Linked DNA regions of Cricetulus griseus: region 1 is linked to region 2. A link is a contact called in public Micro-C data. All regions are on one chromosome and are shown on one strand. Each heading gives the region's core, a stretch centred on a gene start, on an enhancer-like site or on the middle of the called end of the contact. The rest is flanking DNA. Distances are from core to core; before and after follow the strand shown.

Evidence for each region. A called contact is a pair of places that touch in the nucleus more often than the background predicts.
Region 1: a contact with region 2 is called in a Micro-C map of the CHO-K1 cell line, with 4 times the contacts expected there. The contact joins the promoter of Lhx9 here to the enhancer-like site in region 2. A contact is called at or near these places in 2 of 8 Hi-C or Micro-C datasets (both in the CHO-K1 cell line).

What each region holds. Positions count from the first base shown.
Region 1 is chr5:50,474,723-50,481,189 of CriGri-PICRH-1.0, forward strand. It overlaps Lhx9 (LIM/homeobox protein Lhx9), which reads left to right and starts at 3,538. Exons shown (of 5, transcript XM_027417456.2): 1 at 3,538-4,164; 2 at 5,966-6,168. The coding sequence starts at 3,991.
Region 2 is chr5:50,178,299-50,185,283 of CriGri-PICRH-1.0, forward strand. Dennd1b (DENN domain-containing protein 1B) reads right to left here. Exons shown (of 22, transcript XM_035444915.1): 18 at 6,786-6,842; 19 at 5,832-5,939. Among named protein-coding and RNA genes, the nearest start is that of Dennd1b, 180 kb to the right of the region's middle. Within about 2 kb of position 1,688, at least 1 of the 6 cell types and tissues checked has open chromatin away from gene starts, as enhancers often do. A contact at or near this core is called in the CHO-K1 cell line, where this site is marked.

The DNA.
Region 1 (6,467 bases), core at 2,288-4,787, 300 kb after region 2:
GCCTAAAGCTATGCAGCTATTTGAGTAATCCTGGGCATCTCACTTTTTCTTTCCTAGCCTCTGAGGAGTTAGACTAAGCCAGGGACCTTTTCCCAGGTAAGACTGCCAGAGCCCAGACAATGGCTCTTTAGTCTCCTCTGCCCTCATGGGAATGCTATAATCTGGTATCCTAAACCTAAAATCTTCTGTATTATTATACAGAGTCCCACTCTGCTGAAAGTTGTAACAATAGCCTCATGGATAGCCACAGAACAGAAAAGAGCACATTAGATTGCCTATGCTGGTGGGGGTTGGGGGCAGCTGTGCCAGGCCAGGGTTCTGCCCTACTACCTTTGTATTACTTTGGATTTGGAAAGAAGACTCCACATCCAAATGGGAGTATGGGCCAGACAGCCTCCACACCAGGTCTGTGGTCTCCACACGAAGGTCTGTGGAATTGAACTTGCTAGTGCTTTGACTTTCATGAAGAGTGTGCCAGTCATTGAGCCTGGAGTTGGGAGAAAGAGACACATTTCCTGGGTAAGCGGAGTGTTTTCACCTGGCAAAGCTGCCAGGATGCCTTCCCCATTTAAGCCACTTAGTCCTTTGGATGAAGAGGAGGAGGTGAGATGGGCTCTTCAGCAATCTTAGGGAACCTAGACAAAAGGTGAGCACACTCTTGTGACAGCTTAATTCTTAGGCTATGTCACCCCTCTACTCATCTAGGGCTTCTTTTTGAGCAACTAAGTGTGAGAGGAGGGTGGGCAGGACCTATAGGGAGCTATTTCCCCAGAACTAACCCAGACCTCCCAAACTCCAGCAGACCCCTGCCCCATTCCTACCTTTCCACAGACTTCTCTGCATTCTCAGAGCAAGAAAAACCGTGGTAGTTGACTTCTTTATGGAAGTGACCAATTCCTGTGGGCCCTGGATCTTATAACTTGAGTTTTATAAGAAAGAGCAGTTCTAGCTAGGTTTCAGCTAGGAAACTGATTACAGGAGATGCTTTGCCCAGCTTGTCCTGATGATGATTTAAAGACATGTACAGAGGACATGGATGTAAGGATGAATGGATAGATTGATAGATAGATGGATGCAGGCTGAGAAGATGTCATTGCCTAGCTTCCCTAGTGGTTCTTCCCAAAGCTACGACTTTTTCTAAAAGGTCTTTTAAAGCTTTTTCTTCATGAAGTTCTGGTTGGTTTTTTTATTGTTGTTGTTTGTTTGCTTTTGTTTTTAATGTTCTTGCTGAACAAACAGCTCAGGACCAAAACAGAGTAGCCAAAGCCAATGCCAAACAATCCTATTTGAAAGTGAGGAAGGCTGTAGGGGAGAAACTAGGCAAAGTGGACCACAGTCTCATATTTACTTTGTGTCTCTAACCTCCTTGGGTTAATTGAGCAGTTCTTTGGGCAGCCTCCCCTTCTCCTCCTTCTTGGGCCAAGTCAGTTTAACTGCTGACTTGTATGAAGGCAGTCTGCTCCTTTGTAAGAGGACCTGCTGTCTCTGAAAGGGCCCCTGCCCCCAGTCCCTCCTTGGGGCCTTCATATGTGTATGCACGTGGGTTTGAAGAGCTCATTGATTTCCATCCAAAGGGGCTAATTACATTACTTACAGTAAATAGCCATCCTGCTGTCAGGTAGGGCTGCCAAAATAGGAGGGGGGGTGTTTCTCCAGCTTAGTTCACTTGATTGGCTTCATTTTTTGTGTGAAATTGTGTTTTATGAGCTGTATTCTGGTACCCAGAGGACCTTAAAAGCGTCCAGTCTGCAAATAACATTATTTTGACCCTGAGAAAAAAAGGTGGGGAAACAGTGGAGGCTTGAGTTTCATGGAAGAAGCGACCCCAAGAGCCTCCGAAGGTGGACCTTTGGGACAGGAAGTTAGGCTGCTACACCAGGGTGGTTTCCTCCTTCTCTGCATTCCTTCTCCTCCCTTCCTTCCTTTTCTACTTCCTTCCTTCCTCTTTCTCTTCCTCCCTTTCCTCCTTCCTACCGTAGCCTGCTCATTAGCACTCACCCTTTATTCTTTCTTTTTTTCCCTTCCTCCGATACCCCTTTCCCCCGTTTCTTCTCAGCTTTCCCTCCAGATTGGGCGAAAACTCCGCGTGGAACTTTCAGGGTGGAGGGAGGCGGGCCTGCCACCGGGCTGCTGCTCTGGGTATCCAAACTGAAGCCCCAATGATTACCGGAAAGACGGCAGAGTAGTGGGGAAACAGAGGCTGGCGACCACGAAGAAAGGGCTGAGAGCGGCCGGGCTTTCTTCTTTTTTTTTCTGATTAAGTTCCCGTAGCTGGTCCTCGCTCCACGATCCTAGGGGTTTCCTGGCCGTTTCGGTGAATCCACAATATCAGAGTATTGTGGCCACTTTTTAATGGGACCAGAGGGAGGGGAAGGGCCGCGCTAGCAAGAACAGAGGGCGACAGAACAATGCTATCTCTTGTGAAGAGCAGTCTGCTATCCAGCATGTTAGTTCTCACCTCCCCGCCTCCACCCTGAGCTCCTTTCACACCCACCCAAGTGTGCCAATGCCAGCGGCCAATGCCTCGTCCTACCCGGCTTGGGCGCCCAGCTCACCCGAGTCCTATCCTAAGCAAGCTGACAAATTCCAAACGGGACACTAGAATCTCCACTAGTTTACCTTCAATCTAGAATTAGTTAAGAGTCCTTCATGGTCAAGGTTCCATTGAATATCCAGGTCTACAAAAGCATTCCCTGGCCTCTACACTCAAAAATTTCAGAATACACACACACACACACACACACACACACACACACACACACACACACACACACACACACACACACACGTTTTTGTTTGTTTGTTTGTTTGTTTTTTCCCTCTCCAAAAGTAATACTCGGGAAAGTAAGTTCTCCACTCCCCTTTTCACTTTGCAGGGCACCTCGGAGCCTGGTGGTGTCTCCTGCCCTCGGTCTTAGACCGCCGTCAGAAGGGTGCTTTTAAAAAATGAGTGGAGAAAGAAGGGACACAGAGGAAAGGAGCAGGCTTTAAAAGCACCGCTGCGGAGAAGCGCTCCCTTCTAAGACTGTGGGTTTGGTGCGCGCAGGGTGACAGACTTGTGAACTGGGGGTTTGAAAGTCTGTGAACCAGAAGGAAACTTAAGGTTTGCAGCTCATCTTCAGTGTACACTGGGCTGGGGTCTGATGAACTGGGAGCAAATAAGACTAGCCCTCCCTCCAGCTCCATCCAGGACTCGGACAATAAGGGCTCCTTTAGTCCTTTAAAGCATGACTGTTGAGAACTCTTGGATGTGTACTGTGTGTGTGTGTGTGTGTGTGTGTGTGTGTGTGTGTGTGTGTGTGTGTAGGCGCGCGTGTGGGGGTGGGGGTAAAGGCCCCCTCCTTCTGCCTCCCCCCTAGTCCCCCACCCCTTTGTAATGTTTGTCCCTGCTTGCCCATCACCAGGGGGTTGAGAGGAGTATGACAGGTCTTTGTTGTCTGAATAAAAATCCGTGGCTGCTCCAGGGAGAGGACTCCTCCTACTAAATTATCAAAAATGGGCTGGCTTTAGTCTCTTAACAAATTGGACACAGCTCCGGCAGGAGCAGTCCCCAACCCAACCTAGAGGCACTGGGAACTTGCAGGCAGCTAGGGACCGCTGAATATAGCACTTCGTTTTCTTTGTGTTCAAAACTATTTTTTCTTTCTTCCTTAGATTTTGTTTTCCTCCTCCCCCAGCCCCCGCGGCAGTTGTTTTCCATTAGTAATTCGATCTCTCACTGTAGTAAGATTCTCCTGCTTTCCCCTCCGTCCGCGTTTGTTTGTTTTCTGCACATCTTCTGGGAAACGCCGGGCCTCCCCCACCCTCCCTTTTCCCATCGCTTTTTTGCCCGGATCTTTTCCCTCTCAAATAGATCTATTTCCACTCTCTCGTTTTCTTCCTTTTCTCTCTTGCCCCTGTCCCCGCGATCTACGCTCCTTCACCGCGCAGCCCTGCGCGGTCCCCTTTGCTTCCTCACGCGGATGAACTGAGAGCCCCAGGCGTGTGTTTATGGAAATAGTGGGGTGCCGATCCGAAAACAATTCGTGTCCTTTCCGCCCCCCAGCCATGCTCTTCCACGGGATCTCCGGAGGCCATATCCAAGGCATCATGGAGGAGATGGAGCGCAGATCCAAGACCGAGGCCCGTTTGGCCAAAGGCACTCAGCTCAACGGCCGCGACGCGGTAAGGACAGCCCTGGCGCGGCGCTGGAGAAACTGCGGGTCTCCGGCCTGCCCAGGTTGGGTATGGCGGGTCCCGGGGACGTCTGTCTGGGGACGCTCGCTCGCTAGGTTTTCTCGAGAGGTCTGTTTGCTAGGCAAGGGTCCCTTTCCGAATCGTGGTGTCTGGGATGCTGTGGTCCAGAGCTCACTAGTCTTTGTAACGGCTGATAGCGAGCACGCAGGACAGCCGGCCTTGGAAGGAGCGGGCGTCCTCCCTGCCAGCCTGCCCCAAACTCCAGTCTCTGGTGACTCGGCCGCCAGGCCGGATCCGCCGCCCCGAGGACAAGCTTTGGTGTAGTTACTAGGGGGCCGTTTACCGGCATGGTGTCCGGGACAGGCTGGAGCCGTGGGACCCCAGACTCTTCGGAGTAGACTCCGATGCGCTGGTCCATTTCCAATTTCTTCGAACATTCAGTACTCACCACCCGAATCCAGTGATTGCTAGGGCTTCTGGCATGCGGGTTCAGATACCCTGCTCACAAAATTGCGTTTCTCTTTTTTATGGGGAGGGTGCCTTGTGTAGCGGGAAATCGGATAAAAATGAGGAGCGCCCCCCGCCCAGGTCTAAAAGCAGGAACATGAACTCTTCCAACCCAAGAGAAGCAATCAGTCACAACCGCCGGTTACTATTCGTAATATCAGTTATGTCTTCGTGAAATTAATAGAAATTTAAGAATTTCCCCTTTCCACTTATGGACTGGAGGGAGAAAACTACAGAAGTCTGCGGAAATGATTCTTGGCGAACAGTGCTGTGTAGACCTTTCGTATCACTGCGGGGACTGTAGCTCAAACTGACCCGAGACGGTTCTAGCCCGTCAGCGAAGTTTTGGGTCTCGTTAAATAGCCCACTACCATCATTTGTACCATTAATTCAGTGAGAACCCTCTTTCTGAGTAAAAGGCGAAACTTAACATTCCAGTGCCGCCAAAATGAATGTAGTAGGAGAAGCCTGGACTATTTTACTAGTCTGAGGAAAGGATCCAGCCAGTAACTTCTTTCCATCTTAAGTGGCTATTTTACTTAAAAATAAAAAGAAGCAACCAAATTCGACTGGGATCCTTAAAGTGAGTTTTAACGCCTTAGCTAGCCTCTGTTGGGACCTCGGTGGAAAGCTTAATTTGGGAACCAAATTTTCAAGAAAAAGACATATATTGTTTATGCTGGCTAGAGAAAAGAGTGAGTATACAGAAAAGATTGGATAGGGGTCCTTCCTTCGGGACAGGCACTTCACTTTCTTAAAGGAACAGGGCAACGACCTTGAACTTACAGAATAGCAACATCTGCTAAGCATGTCTGAATCACAACAATGCCGGCCAAATTACTTCGCCTATTAAAATTCAGGAAAATAGAATTATAGCGTTGTTTGTGTAAAAGAAAATCGGTATGCTTCAGAATTCCTACTACTTCACAATAACAGCTCTGTTGTTCTATTTTGTGCATTGTTTGAAAACTCACAAAAATTCATCCTTAGTTATTCTACTTCTGGAACGCTTATCAAAACATCCTCTAGGCTCTAAATGTCTGGATGCTTTAGGGTCTCAGGGCCAGGAGGACCGGGACCCTGGTCTAGGCAAACTCCTAAGAAAGGGAACTGTTGGTCGTTGAAAAGGGAGAAATTGGGAATGTTTCCCCCACTTTTGCTTTTGGTGTTGTGGCCCCTGGTCTGATGCGCTCCTGCTCTGGGGAATTCGGCCAAAAGCATCCCGGGTTGTGCGGCAGCGCCCCGCGACCCCCATCAGCCTTGCCGTGTGCTTGCTTCACAGGGCATGCCCCCGCTCAGCCCAGAGAAGCCCGCTCTGTGCGCGGGCTGCGGGGGCAAGATCTCCGACAGGTACTATCTACTGGCGGTAGACAAGCAGTGGCACCTGAGGTGCCTCAAGTGCTGTGAATGTAAGCTGGCCCTGGAGTCTGAGCTCACCTGCTTTGCCAAGGACGGTAGCATTTACTGCAAGGAGGATTATTACAGGTACTTCTACCCCGCCCCCCACTCACGTTCTCCTCTAACCTGGTGGAGCCACCTACGGGAATCCGGAGTTGCCTCTCTGTCCCTGTTTTTTTTTTTTTTTTTCTTTTGTTGTTGTTGTTGTTGTTGTTGTTGTTGTTGTGTGTGTGTGTGTGTGTGTTTTGTTGTTGTGGTTTTTTTTGCTTTGTTTTGTTTTGCCCTTCAGGGTTCAATTATTTCTGAGATGTGAAATTCATTACAAATGCTTTAAATCAGTGAGGATAGGCGAGAAGGATCCTAAAGAGCAGAGATTTTTATCAGGG
Region 2 (6,985 bases), core at 438-2,937:
TCTTTCATGGGCAAGTCTTGCTGGAAACTGGGAAAGCTACATTCTTTCCACACCTGGGTCCATGTCTGATAATTCAATGGACTCAGAATGGGATGAGACAAGACCATTCAGAGTCATTTCTTAATGTAGCTGACAACAAAACAAACACCACCTTACAAAGTTATTGACAAGAGACTTATTCATAAAAGAAGATGCGTATTGCTTCTCAAGTCATATGCTAAAGTCGCAGTCAGCACCCCATTTAGAATGAAGATGAATACCTGCTGCTTTTGTGGCGACTATATTGTTAAGTGACTAGGGCAGGAATTTCACAAGAGAAGAAAGTCAAATAGGGCCATTGTTAAAAAGGACCTGGCACTCAGGACACATGTGTACATGTGAACAGCTACCAATTATAGAGTACCTATTATACTTTTCTTATTAATGAAGATGTTTTATTCACATTATCTATAATTCCTACAGAATCCTGGGAAAATGATGTGCAATAATATTAATTAAAAATGCAGAAAGCAAGACAAAGGTTATTTACTAAATGTCAAAATCAAGTTCCTTTTTCAAATCAAGTTCAGTCTAGCTCTGTACCAATTTCTCTATCAGATACACTGGGGAAGGATCACAGTTAATGGCAATGTATGGTACATTGGGAAATTGCCAAGTGTAGGTCTAATCTACTCTATGCACCACACAAAGTTACCTGTGAAGGTGACAGATATGTTAACTGCTTTAAATGTAATGATTTTGTCATGTATATGAAAACATGTTGCATATCTTAAGCATATACAATTTAAAAATCCATTTCTAGAAATTAAAATACGACATGCAATAACAGAAATTAGTAAGTTATAATAGAAATGTTACATCCTGCTATAAAAGGCTAAATTTAATATTAAGAAATGAGGAGTTCTCATATTTGGGAAAACATTCTTGTGATTAAAATGTTTCTAACTTAAGGCATCCTATTGAAATCAAAGATTTGCTTTTTTCCCATAAAAACCCAAACTGTTTTCTATGGTAAATATTTACATACTCAACACTGATTTAAAATGCTACAGCTTGCGAGCAGTCAAGAAGCAAGCACACAGGAGAGCTGGCTTGTTCACATGGAAGTGATTTACTTAGAGGCAGCACGGGCAGCTCTCTCCACAAGTGATGACTTCATTCATAGACATGTTTGGGTCACAACCAGAATTTGGTAATAACATCCAGAAACTAATAATAGTGTATGAAAAATAAGCTTAATAAAAGGAAAAAGAGAAAAATGCATCAAAAATGGTACCATGAGTTCAGAATATCTCCGTGTTTCCTTTTGTATATGGCTGGTACCTAGGAAAGGTCCTGGACACAGACCTTCTTCATAAAGCCCTAGAGCTTTGGTCTGCCTTACCAGCCTCTTCATTCCCTGAAGAGAGCTGAGGCTTAATGTTCCTACCCAAACCGTGTTAAAGCCACAGCTCCCATCCCCATGTCTTGCTGTCTTGTCCTTCCTTCTGCCACGTGATGAAGTAGCACCAAGGTCTTTATGAAACACGAGTGTTGGCTCTGCAGCCTTCAGACATTTAAGAAATACCTTTCTGTTCGTTACAGTTACTTAAGCTCAAGAATTTGGTTACAGTAGTACTGCACTGGCTGAATCACAGACACACAACAGCACTTTAAGACTATGAACGCGTCACGATGCTGTGATGATTAATCCTGACTGTTTGATGGGCTTTGAAATCATCACTGAATGTGTGTGAGTCACTTTCTAGATTAACTGGGTTAATTGGAAGTGGGGGCAGTACCACTCCACAGTCTGGGGTCCCAAACTGAATCAAAAGGAAGAAGCATTCATTCACTTCACTCATTTCCTGACTGTGGATGCAATGTGACCAGCTGCCTTAAACCCCACAGCCCCCCCCCCCCCGTCCTCCCATTCAGTCTATAACCTCAACCCATGAATGAACAAAAATGAACCCTCCCTTCCTTAAACTGATTTGGTCAGGTGTTTTGTCCTAAAATGAGAAAAGTAACTAATAATAAATTGGTACAGGTAGCTGTGTCATTGCTGTGATAAACCTAAATATGTGGTTCATAGATCTTTGGATTTACAGGAAACATGTGGAACTTTGGGTAGAAACACCCTGGAAGGCTGGAAGCAGAGACTAACAGGCCATTCTGGTTAGACATGGGAAGACAGGAGTGCTCACAAAAATGTGGCCATGGAGGATTAGCTCGAAAATTTTCAGAGATAATCAAGGACTCTGATGGGGTTTGGGCTAGCATCTATTCATGTGGTAATGACATCAAGAGTATGACTGCACTCTGCCTGTTCCCTGACAACTTGAGTGAGAGTGAACACAGAAGAAATGCACTAATCTGGGTAGTGGAGGAAATGCCAAGGCAGGACAACATTCAGGCTGTGGGCTGCTTTCTTCTCTCGTCTAGTTCTCAGTGTGAGAGAGCAAGAAGTGGAGTTGAACAAGATGGAATATGTACAGTGTGGTAAGAAAAAGAGCGTCAGCAAGTTCCACCTTACAGAGGAGGCAGGTTCAAAGACGGCTGAGACGATACAGATATTGGTGACCTGAAGAGAGACCTGGACTCTACACTGGGACAATGAAAGCGTTTTGAGGGCAAGACCTAACCTATCACAGACTCCTTGTGAAAATGCAAGTCTATTTGAAAGTAGAGACTGAATTGAGGACGTCACTGAAGGGGTTCTGTGCTCTAAAGGAACTACCTAGGGGTGTATTTTCCCAGGGTCAGCAGCACACACTGCTGAGACCACTGTGGTTCAAGAAAGCCAGGCTCCACACACAGCTGCCAGCTGAACTTGGCAGCTTGGTTCACTCTGTGCTGGTTTTGCAGCTATAAAAGATGAAGGAATAAGGGTGTCAGGATAGTCTTACACTAAAATTCTAGAGAGCTGATGAAGAGAGGCAGTGTGTGGCATGGTTGCAGTCCCTGTAAAGATATCCTAAGGAGCCACTTAATGAAACTAAGAAAGTATAAATTGCAATGGGGACTCCAGGATTTTGAAGATGCCAAGAGCCTGAGAAATTCGCTGAAGAAATTTGAAGGTCAGTACTGCAGCTGGTCCAGTACTACATGTATTCTGGTTGCAAAGCTAGAGGGAAGGGGCTATTCCAGTCTTTACCCAGATGATTCTATCATGAGCCCAGAGGCAGGGCATTAAGCTGCAGGATTTAGTGTTTGCATACTAGGTTTCTGCCTTGCTTTGGCCAGGTCATTACTAGTCCATTGTTCTTCCTTTATGAAATGGGGATTGTGTTTTCTGTGCCATTGTATATTGGAAGTACATTAGTTAAGAGATTGCTCTGAGAAGGACCAGTGAAGAGCACAGAGGTCCAGACCAGGCTGGTGAAACCCACAGAAACAGCTGACCTGAACATCCGGGACCTCTTGCTCCCCAGTCTGATAGCTGGAATAGCAGCATGGGACTGATCCAGACCCCAGGAACATGGGTTTCTGTGAGGAAACTTCAGAAACCTATGGGACCTCCTGTAGAAGCCCAGAATTTATCCCTAGCATAGGTGTGGACTTTGGGAGCCCAGTCCATATAGAGGAATACTCCCTGAGCCAAGACACACGGGGGTAGGGGAGGATGGGTGGGAGAAGGGAACTGGGATTGTCATGTAAAACAATCCTGTTTCTAATTCAAATAAAAAAAAGTTGGAAAAAAAAAAAAGAGATTGCTCTGAGTCTAAGGTGAGAGTTGGACTTTGGAGTTTTATATGGCGTGGGGTTGCTAAAGACTATATGGACTTTTGAGGCTGTCCTGAATGCATTTTGGATTATGGGATAGCCATGAGCCTATGGGGACAAAAGGTGGAAGGTTATGGTTTTAAAGTGCCATGGTTAGACGTCAAGATGACATAATCTGGAGTTGAAATGGTTCATCTTGATTTTCCCATTGATGATACTTAGAATATCATGGAAATAACTTCTGGACATATCTGTGGGGATTTTTGTTGTTGTTGTTGTTAGCTGTTCTAGAACGGTGAGTAATGCCAAGCAATGGGCTATGATCCCAGACCAAACTAGAAAGGAAAAACAAAGTTGAGTAGCAGTGCTCTGTTGTGAGATAGTTACACTGCATAAAGGTGTATTGCTGTGATTGGCGTAATCAGAAACTGAGTGGCCAATAGGAGGTATAGGCGGGACTACCAGGCAGAGAGAAAAAGGAGGAGGAATCTAGAGATGTCAGGAAACATGGAGAGAAAGCAGGAGGTGCAAGATGAAAGAAATGTAAAAAGCCACATGGCAAAATGTAGTTTAGTAAAAACAGGTTCATTTAAGTAATAAGAGCAAGTGGGACAAGCCTAAGTGAAGGCCAAGCTTTCATAATTAATGGGAAGTCTCTGTGTCGTTATTTGTGAGCTATTGGCCCAAAGAAAAATCAGACTACAGAATTCTTTTCATTCTGTTTTCCTGCAGTGGATGGAATGTGACCAACTGCCTCAAACACCTGCCATCCATATTTTCCTGTCACAGTGGACTGTACCCTCAAATTGTGAGCCAAATAAACCCTTCCTTCCTTACGGTGCAGGTCCCTTTCTGCCTTTTGAGTCACAGATCAATGTTATGACCATCCTGGCTGTGAACCTTGGCACTGTCATAAAGGAAGCTTTGTTAAGTGCTCTGGATTCGACTCTACAGCTGATTTCTAAAGGGCCCTAATCACTGCAATTTGATATGCAATGTTCAATTGGTTAAAACCCTCGGACGCCTATTCTAAAAACAAAATACGAGATTACATCGTGTTTTTCTAAACACTTTGCTCCATGGGACAATAGTCTTAGTAATATCAGCATTTGAATGGAAGTTTTAAATAAAAATAGCAAATAAAATATCTAAGTCTAGGAAGAAAAAAAAAAAACAGACATACAGTCCCCAAGTTAGGAATGGTTTAGTTTCATGACTTAAGTCATGAAACTTAAGTCATGAAATTTAAGAAAAGCAATACATTTTAAGTAAAAATGATCTTTTAACTTTAGAACTTTTCCTAGCTGGTGATAATGATGCAGTGCTCTTCCATGGTCCTGAGCAGTGCAGGGACTCAGAGCTTCGTATCACGCATGCTATCACATAGGTGAACTACAGCGTACAGTGTTGCTAGGTATGATGTTCAATAAGTTCAATACATTTTCAGTTACAATACCAACAATTTCTGATGGCTCCATCAGGAGGTACTCCATCTTAAGCTGAGGATCATCTGTATAGTAACTCATCCTTGGATTTCCACACATTGATTTAATGACTGGATGTCTGGATTTCATTTTATGTTTGCAGTAAAGGGAATCTCTTAATGCTGTTCCTTGTCACATTGTTCATAATCACAGACTTAACCATCTTTCAGACTGACTGGACTATGACCTCTTTGAAGACATAATAAAACACAAGTTAGGTATCCCTTATGCAAAAGGCTTGGGAACAGTGGTGTTTCATATTTTGGATCTTTTGGATGCAACAATATCTATACATATATACGGAGATATCTTGTAGACATGAATTGTCCTAACACCAAATTCCTTAGGTAGCTTACACACAGAATCCAATGGTAAATTTAGTTAATATTTCAGTAATAAGCTTATGCTTTGAATGTGACCTGGTATATGAGATTATGTGAAGGGCATTCCAATTCTGTATTAAGATGGAAATTTCATATTAGGTAAAGCTCATTCTCCATTGATAGACTAGAGTCCATTGTTCTCCCCTTGATCAATAATTCTAATTTTCTTACAAGAGAAATATTAATGGTCCAAGATACTCCTAAAGAATTTATTAAAATACATAACCTGAAACGGGGCATGAAGGGCAAGCATCCTTACCTGGGAAAGTTTATGCTTCTCTGGGTTTCCTCCCTTTTCATTGTGTAATGTGTAAACTGGTGTATATTGTACCAAACCAGAACAGGTCCCATAATCTTCCTCATTGTCCTACACATGAAGAAAAGTAGAATTATTTTATAATAATCTACTTTATAACTAAAGATATTTTATTAATAAAGTATCTGTTAAACATGAAAAGAAAAAAATAACACTTTAGCTATAATTTTTAAGAATCTTCCAAGGAAGAAACACTTTTCTATGGTGTGATTTAAAAATTTAAAAATAATCCACACTTAAACTAGTTGAAATAAAATTTATAAAGATAAGTGTTCACCATTACGACAATGAAAGATTTTAAGTAGTTTGTTTTCTTCAAAAGTAAAAATTCAAAACACAATTTTTAATAAAATTGCAAAGATATAATATATAATCAAACCAAACACACAAATACAGATGTATAAACATTTGTATGATACCTTCAATACTCATAGGTTCAAAATCCAATTATCATATGTGATATTTTATAAATTAGGAACATTCTTCAATGTAGTACTACCAGTAACACTGGAATGAAACTATAAAACCAAAGGGTGGCATTTCTTGACTAATTCCATTCCAAAGATACTTTCTTAAAAATGGTCAGCTTGAAGCAAGATCTTCAATGATACTATAAAGGCAATCAATTTTTATGAAAATATACATCCTGTTAGAAGTATCTTTGAAGATCTCTACATTCTGTGATAAAATATGCAAATAATAAAGAGATTATTTAGTGGATGAATATAGAATAGCAGAGAGGTGCCAGATGGCTTTTTATAAAAAATACATTCTTGAACAAAGGGAAAAGCACATTTCAAAAGACATTAAAACATAAATCTCACACAGTTTGTAGAGTAGGGGCTGCAAAGTCACACAAAATCAGGGTGAAGTAAGAAGACTAAGAAGAAGACGCACCTTGTGTTTCAGCTTACTCTTTACCTCTCTTAGTCCCAGTCTGGCGTGACTCTTTGCCTAGAAAATAACAATAAGTGTATCTTGCTTCATATGCTTCTATTACAATTTCTCTCTATATATGTTATATGCTAGGTAAATATGTAAGCATTACTAACTATATTTCTAAGAAAAGAAACCAAATTATACCCCAAGTTACTATT